Linked DNA regions of Mus musculus: region 2 is linked to region 1. The links are chromatin contacts, called in public HiChIP or PLAC-seq maps. All regions are on one chromosome and are shown on one strand. The core of a region is the stretch at or near the end of the contact, and the rest is flanking DNA. Distances in the headings are between cores, read along the strand shown. Region 1 has its middle 4.6 kb from the start of Gm13387. Region 2 holds the start of Nelfb (negative elongation factor complex member B).

Evidence for each region. HiChIP or PLAC-seq counts read pairs in DNA pulled down with a chosen protein or histone mark.
Region 2: an HNF4G HiChIP or PLAC-seq map of pancreatic cancer cells shows a contact between it and region 1. The contact joins the promoter of Nelfb here to the enhancer-like site in region 1. A contact is called at or near these places in 3 of 39 promoter capture datasets (hematopoietic stem and progenitor cells, liver and neural stem cells), 6 of 115 datasets of contacts at active chromatin or transcription factors (the SCID.adh cell line, effector CD8 T cells, embryonic stem cells and 2 more) and 3 of 9 other capture datasets (adipose tissue, liver and pancreatic islet).

What each region holds. Positions count from the first base shown.
Region 1 is chr2:25,148,088-25,152,123 of GRCm38.p6, reverse strand. No RefSeq gene overlaps it. Among named protein-coding and RNA genes, the nearest start is that of Gm13387, 4.6 kb to the right of the region's middle. Within about 2 kb of position 2,248, at least 45 of the 459 cell types and tissues checked have an H3K27ac peak or open chromatin away from gene starts, as enhancers often do. A contact at or near this core is called in effector CD8 T cells and pancreatic cancer cells, where this site is marked.
Region 2 is chr2:25,209,443-25,213,478 of GRCm38.p6, reverse strand. Nelfb (negative elongation factor complex member B) reads left to right here and starts at 1,990. Exons shown (of 13, transcript NM_021393.3): 1 at 1,990-2,377; 2 at 2,607-2,770; 3 at 2,942-3,041; 4 at 3,395-3,625. The coding sequence starts at 2,132. Stpg3 (sperm tail PG rich repeat containing 3) reads left to right here. Exons shown (of 6, transcript NM_028961.1): 5 at 1-190; 6 at 307-920. The coding sequence ends at 440.

The sequences.
Region 1 (4,036 bases), core at 999-3,498:
TAAAATTGAGCCCTGTCATCCCCTGATGAGGACCAAGACTAGAGGCACTAGAGACAAGCATACTGTCACAGCACTTAAGAGAAATTACTCTGAAGGCCTGGGATGTAGCTCAGTGTTTGCAAGCAGGTATGAGACCCTGGGTTTGATTCCCAGCACTACAAAAAGGAAAAGTTACTTTTGGTTTGTTTATTGAGACAGGTCTCATGTAGACCAGGCTGGCCTTGAACTTCATATTTACCTAGTGCTGACCCTGAGCTCCTGATCTTGTCTCTAAACTCCCCAGAGCTAAGATTACAGACATGTGCTAAAATGCCCAGCTGGAAAATTTTGAGACAGAGTCTCAGGTCACAGACTGGTTTCAGATTCACATTTATTTGTCACCATGCTTGGCTGAGGTAAGGTAACTTCAAGGCCAGTTCCTTCATGTGGAGTTAGGGCTAGGATGGCACACTCAAGATCTAAGCTTGTCATTCCCACGAGAGCGTCTGCAGGAGCAGGTACTTAAACATCCAAGGCTGCTTCTTTGATACCCACTGGGTGGGGTTTTTCCTTTCCCTTTGTTTTTCTTTTTTTTTTTTTTTTTTTTTTTTTTTTTCCTTTCAGACAGGGTCTCACTGTGTAGCTCAAGCTGGCTTGGAATTTTCTCTGTAGACCACGCTGGCCTGAAACCCATGGGGACCCATCTGCTTCTGCCTCCAAAGTGCTGGGATTAAAGCCGTGCACCACCATGTCCTGCACCCACTGGAGATTATTGATCAACCAAGTTTGATCAATGTACACCTCACCACATGTATTAGTCAGGGTTCTCTAGAGTCACAGAACTTATGGGTAGTCTCTAATAAGGAACCTGTTGATGACTTACAGTCTGCAGTCCAACTCCCAACAAGGTCAGCAGCAGCTGTGAATGGAAGTCCAAGGATCGAGCAGTTGCTCAGTCCCACAAGGCAAGCAGGAAAAGGAGAGAGTAAATCTTTCTTCTTCCAATGTCCTTATGAAGGTCTCCAGCAGAAGGTGTACCCAGATTAAAGGTGTGTGCCACCACACCTTTAACCCCAGATGACCTTGAACTCAGAGATCTCCCTTTCTTAATCTGGAATTCATAGCCACTATGTCTCAAGATCTCCATGCCAAGATCCAGGTCAGAAAACTTCTATCTCCCAGCCTTCAGATTAGGATCACTGGTGAGCCTTCCAATTCTGGATTGTAGTTCATTCCAGATATAGTCAAGTTGACAACCAGGAATAGCAACTACACCACACTACACCATAGCCCGCTAGCCTCTCTGCCTCTGGAAAAGGCTCTTATTGCTTTGACGCCTGATTTTGGCAGAAAGCTACATATGACGTCTACGCTCCCAAAGATCTATTAGCTGGAAGCTTGGTCCCTAATGTGGCAATGCTAAAGTTCTGGGCTTGAGAGGAGAGCCTGCTGGAGGCAGTCAGATGTGAGAGAACCAGCTACGGAAGGGACTGGTGTAGTTCCCATGGAACCCATTAGCTTCTTCAAGAGCAGGTTACTGGGGAAGAGCGGGCTGCCCTGGAGTTTTTGCCATGTGATCATTTCTTGTGCTCACCAAGAAATGTGCTTGGCTTGGTATTGCACGAGGCCTTCATCGGAGCAAACACGAGGCCTTTGACTGTCCAGAGCGGGGACAGGTACATGGAGTGATACTTGGAGGAGGAACCTGGGAGTAAGGAACATGGGTGCCCACCGAGGCAAGGTCAACAGGCAAGAAGAAAGAGGCTCCTCAGCTGTCTTCTAGGTCATCCCTGGGACATAGGGACTGTGCTGCTGAGAAGCTGACCTTGGGCCCTGGGCTACAGAGCTAAGGGGTGAGCTAGAGTACTGCCCAGAAGTTTGTTATAGCAGCCCAGGCCCAGCACTGTGATGTCTGCTATGGTTGTTGTTCACAGGCCATCAGTGACAGCCCCCTCTGCGTCTTCTGGATTTCAGGTGGAAAGCCTCTCCCTGGTCAGTGGTTCCCCACTGGTACTTCATTCGCAGCCCCTTACTGTGGATGATCTGTGGACGAGCAGGAGGTGTAGTGCTGGCTGCAGGCATATATCGTAATGACCCAGGACCCCTCTCAACACTCACTTCAGCTGCCCTGTGGTGCACCTTACTGTTGTCCAGCAAACAGATCTACGTTTGCATCAAGACAGCAAGGCTCTGTGCAAGTCCCTAGAGCATGCTGTCACATATTACATGGAAGGCCCTGGCAGGGACCTTGGACATAGCAACTTCCCTGGTGGCCACAGGCATCTGCAAAAAGTCCCAGCCATGAGTCACCTGTGTAGTGAAAGGTCAGCTCTGTTTACATAAGAGTGTCACCAGCTTTATGAACTCCAGAATTCAGAAACACAGGCCAAACAAACAATGCTCCACAGAGGACCTTGGGTAGGTGCACAGAGTGGGAAGTAATGGAGGGGAGGGAGAAATTCAACGGCTGCCTTCAGGAAAGACCTACCATGATCTAGGGTAAAAGCTGCTGCCTCATGTCTGTGTGTCCCAGGCTTAGACTCTGACTCCTTTCCCCAAGAGTCCTGAGTAAGGAGCCTCAAGTACCTGCCTTCCTGGGGAGGGTTGCGGCCACCTGTGGTGTGGGATCCTGTGATGCTGGTCTCTCCCTGTGTCTCCTGCCCAGGTCCCATGAGTGGCAGAAGTGGTCAGGCTTTCTGCACAGGGCTGGGTGCACCTTCACTGAGCAGGAGGCATCTGCAGCCAAGTGGGCAGAGACAGCTTTAGTTGCAGCGTATGGAGAGGTGCCTTAGTTAAGGTCACTATTGCTCTGATGAAGCACCATGACCAAAGCGACTTGGGGAGGAAAGGCTTATCTGGCTCACACTACAGCAGTGTCATCACCATCAGAGGAAACCAGGATAGGAACTCAAACAGGGCAGGAACCTGGAGGCAGGAGTGGATGTAGAGGCCATGGAGAGGTGCTGCTTATTGGCTCGCTCAGCTTCTTTTTTATAGAACTCCTGACCTCAGGGGTGTCACCCCTATCAATCGCTAATTAAGAAAATGTTCTACAGGCTTGCCTACAGCCTAGTCTTATGGAATCATTTCTCAATTGGGACTCCCTCTTCTCAGATGACTCTAGTCTGTGTCAAGTTGACATACAACTAGCCTGTGAAGAAGGTAAGGAGGGGTGTGTGTGCGTGTGTGTGCGTGTGTGTGGTTACAGCCCTGCTCCGCCATACTACACCCGTATAGACAAGCTCCTCCTCACAAGTGGAGAGCTGCTGTGCTTTGCTCAAGGGCTTGCCCCGTTCTTGTTATACCAGGAGGTTCAGGCCTCATGGCTCTCCAGTCTCCATTATCCACAGACAATGTTGTGCCCCATCTGTCAAAGAAACCCTGTTGGGGTAAGACACTGGCCCTGAAGGATGATGGCTTGCCACACCAGCCTGTGTCATCCTATTCCTGTGCCAGTGAACCCCCTATCTCCTTCACCCTGCCATTGCAGAAGGAGGTGCCGGGGACACTGAGGATGGCTGTGTGTAAGCCACAGGCTGCAGCCACCAGTCACCAGCTTCCTAGGCCCTTCAGGGAAGATACCTGGCCTACTAGGGCTCCTGTTCAGAGCACACAGCCAAGAGAGTGCCTCACATCAGGAGGGTTGAGGGTGTTGTGCAGGCAGCAGGGACCTCTTCCTTAAATTCTGTGGATTTTGCCCTGCCCCTTGGGGGGCCAACTTGATGGTAATCCAGCCAAGGAAGAAGGGTCAAACAGATCATCCTACAGAGCCCACTTGGCCAGTTGCTTTCTGGGACACTTGGCAGCAAGGAGACGGTTTCAGGGTTAGGCAAGCATGGATGCTTTCCTACTTGTGCACCAGCAGCGGGTCTACACTGCCCGGGTCTGCTGTTCTGTGCCGGCCAGGGCAGGGCTGACATTGCCCAGTCTCTTCAGATCTGCCTGAGGGAATCTGGCATTCAGATGAGCTTGCCTGGTGCTTCCTAAGTGCATGTGGAGCGGAAGGGTGTGGTGTAGAGGTGTGAGCTGGGCAGGGTGTGGTGTAGAGGTGTGAGCT
Region 2 (4,036 bases), core at 741-3,240, 62 kb before region 1:
CGCCCAGGGATGCTCCGAGCCCGAGGTCCTTGTAGCTATACCCCACTCTTGCCTACCTCAAAGCCCTCTGGCGAGAAGCGACCCAGCCCCAACACCTATAACATCCTTCCTGGGTACCGTCTGCAGAGCACACGCTCACCTGCCTTCTCCATGAGCCGGTCTCCTGCGTTTGCATCCTGGGTCAGCTCCTGTAAGGAAGACATAGAAAAAGAGTCTTGGCCTGCTTGGGGTTGGAGTGGGGCTTGGGCCGCAAGGGAGGGGAGGGATGCTGGGGTGACGACTAGGGTCAGCTCATTCTCTCTGCAGCCGGAACCCCAGGTCCAGCTGCCTACTACGTGGAAGACTGCTACAACTCACGCTTCCCATCTTCGCCTGGAGTAGTTATTCAAGGAGTGCGCAGACCCAAGCGCCACGACACAGGCCCTTTCTGCACACTATAGGCCCATCGGGTATAGGTTGCAAAGCTGACCTCTCTTGAGGCTTACCAAGGCTTCCTTTGGAACTCTTTGTCTATAGCCGGCTTTCTGATCCTCTAGACACCCCTCACCCACTCTTCTGGCTTAGGCTGTCCAACAAGAAGAGTCTTCCCAGAGTCCCCTTTCACCCCACTATACCAAGATGCAAATGATTCTTCTGAACTGTGGTCTCTGGTGTGCCTGGTTGCCCATCCTTTGCCCAATGGGCTGTCTTGAATATGTGGCTTTCTGCTTCCCTGGTATTTCTGGCTTTCTCTGTTCCTGCGTGGTGTTCTTTTCTTCAGGATTGAAATGGCAGTCTGGGAACTAACCCTAAGCTTTCTGACCTAGGATAGAATAGGAAAAGGCAATGTGGGACAATCTAATCCACTCACCTAAGGTCCAGCATCTACCTGAGGATCAGGGATGCTTGCTGGGCTGAGGAACTATTGGGATGGGATGGGAAGTCAGAACCTGGGGTGCAGACACCTGTCTGCAGACAGCCTTGCCTAGCCCACTGAGGTAGGACCCAGGGAATCAGCTCACCAGACACTGGCCCTACTCCCCTGGAGCCTTGACCTGAAGAGTCAACTGGGTTTGGTAACTTGTGTTCTGAGAACCCACGCCCAAAGCCTTCCCACCCTAGCCCCTGCCCAATGATGGTTCCCTCAGCACTGTTGATCTGCCTTCCTACTTAGAAGTAGCCCCCTTCAGGAGCCTTGCCCTGCAGCTAGTAATAGCAATTTCTCCAGAGCTCTCTCCATACTTTCTTCCACACCCAGACACAGATCTCACTAAAGAACGTTTTTAAAATGTATTTTATGTGTATGGTGTTTTGTTTGCTTGTATGTATGTGTATGTGTGCTTAGTACCCAGAAGACATTAGATTCCTTGGAAGTGACGTTACAGAGCTGCTATGTAGGTGCTGGAACTGAACCCAGGCCCCCTGCAATAAGCAGAAAACGTTCTTAACTGCTGAGCTATTATTTTCCTAGCTCTCAGAGCTGATTTCTTTCTTTCTTTCCATCCTCCCCAGACAGGCCCTGGCTGTCTTGGAAGTTACTGTGTAAACCAGGCTAGTCCTGAACTAACAGAGAGTCTCCTGGTTCTACCTCCCAAGTGCTAGGATTAAAGATATGCATCATTGCCAAGTGTGACAGCACAAGCCTTTAACCCCAGCAGTCAGGAAGCAGAGGGTCTGAGTTTGAGACAACCAAGTCTAAAGTGTCCATGTCTCAAGGGGGAAAAAAATTGTACTACTAAGCCCAAACCAGAACTCACTTAAAAAGTGACTTCATTTATGCATATAAATGCATGTATGTCTGTATACCCCATGGTGCTTGTGGAGGTCAGAAGAGGGCATCAGATCCCCTGAAACTGTCGTAGGTTCTGGTTCCCAGAGAGCAGTCGAACTGAAAAGCTGAAATTTTCATCGTACTGACAAGAGCGCGGGCTAGAGTGGCTAAGGCCTCCGGAGATGGGGTAACTTCACATCTCGACCCCGCCCCTTGAGCACGTTCTCACGACCTCTCACTGGGTAGCAAGTCGCTGCTCGGAACCTGCGGGCGGCGGAGGCGTTTTCCCGGGGCCTATTGGCTGCTGGACCTAGGCAGTCAAGGGCGGAAGTGGGAGGTGTGGGTCCGTGCGAGCTGCTCTGCTGACGCGATCTGGCCACACTGGAGGCGGCGGGCGAACGGGGCTTGGGGGGTCCTCGTGGCACCGTGGAGAGGGCTTCTGGGGCTCCGTCAGGGTCCGCTACGGCTCCAGCGGAGCGCGGTGGGGATGGGGTACACAGCCGAGCGTCCGCCGGAGCCTCCGCCATGTTCGCGGGGCTCCAGGACCTGGGCGTGGCCAATGGCGAGGACCTGAAAGAGACCCTGACCAACTGCACCGAGCCTCTCAAGGCCATTGAACAATTTCAGGTGGGCAGAAGGGGCCGGGGCAGCTAGGGAAGCTGGACACAATTCGGCGCGCTCCCGACGCTTGGATGGAGGCGCTAAAGGTTCTGCGCTAGGGACCCGCTGAGTAACTGAGTGTTTTCCCTTTTCCGCTGTTACTATGGCGGACCCTAGTACTCGGCATCCGTGGTGTCCGTGCTGACTTGGCTGCGGCCAAGCAAAATGCGTACGCGTTTACCCTCTGCTTCTCCAGACAGAGAATGGCGTGTTGCTGCCTTCCCTGCAGTCGGCCCTGCCCTTCTTGGATCTACACGGGACACCGCGGCTGGAGTTCCATCAGTCAGTGTTTGATGAACTACGTGACAAACTTCTGGAACGAGTGTCAGCAATTGCCTCTGAGGGAAAGGCAGAGGAGAGGTGGGTCTCTACCAGGAAGCTGCTTATCTTTGTGAGTAGCATTGATGGTCTCCATGGCTGCACAGCCCTACCTGTAGATACAACCTGGAATGGAATGTGTTTGAGGGATTCCTCTTCTCTGTATGTTCTGCATGTGGAGACACACTTCCTCAGCTGTGCAAATCTGTGCAGGTACAAGAAGCTGGAAGACCTTCTGGAAAAGAGCTTTTCTTTGGTCAAGATGCCATCCCTACAACCAGTGGTGATGTGTGTTATGAAACACTTGCCCAAGGTGAGAACTGTGGGGCCAGCCTCTCAGACTGTGTGTTTAGTGCAGGAAGTTGCTTAGCTCTGGGAAAGTTTGATGGACTTGCCCTCCAGCAAGCTCTGGGCCCCTTCTTTATATCACACACTTCCCCTGGTTGAGCCAAATGGAAATATTTATCCCTTGAAGTGCAGGGTGGGTCTTTTGTGGGAAGAGGACTGTGGAGATTCTGGATGCCTGAATTCACCTGCTAAGAGTTGGAGGTCCATCACAGTCTGGGCTCTGTAGGGTCTGTGGGCAGCTGAGGCCTCATGGAGGCAGCTGTGTCCTCATGGCGACACAGGCAGGGCTTGCAGGGAGCTGTGGTGTTTACTGTGTAGGTTCCTGAGAAGAAGCTGAAGCTGGTGATGGCTGACAAGGAGTTGTACCGGGCATGTGCTGTGGAAGTGAAGAGGCAGATTTGGCAAGACAACCAGGCTCTCTTTGGTGATGAAGTCTCACCACTGCTGAAGCAGTATATCCTAGAGAAAGAGAGTGCGCTCTTCAGCACAGAGCTCTCTGTGCTGCACAACTTCTTCAGCCCTTCCCCCAAGACCCGGCGCCAAGGAGAGGTGAGATGCCTCTCAGGGCTGTGCGGCCAGCCCTTCATTCCATGCCTCTTCCCTGGGTGTAGCTCTTAGTTTGTTTCTGTGAGCATGAGCTTGTGTATGCAGCCTGGAAAAAGTTGGTTGGCAGAGGTTGTGGCAGGAGGATTGCTGTGAGTTTTGAGGCCAGCCTGAGTGACAGCAGATCTCATCTTAAAAAAAAAACAAAAACAAAAAAAAAACAACAACAAAAAAAAAACAAAACCAAAAAAAAAAACCAAAAAAAAAAAAACAAAACCAAAAAACCAAAAAGAAAAAAACTGAATGAAAGTTTTTACCTACTATTCTAACCTCTTACTGATGTTGGCATTATTCTAAATTCAAAATTTCCCTAAGTGGCTTACTTATTTATTTTTGAGACAGGACTTTCCAGTGTAG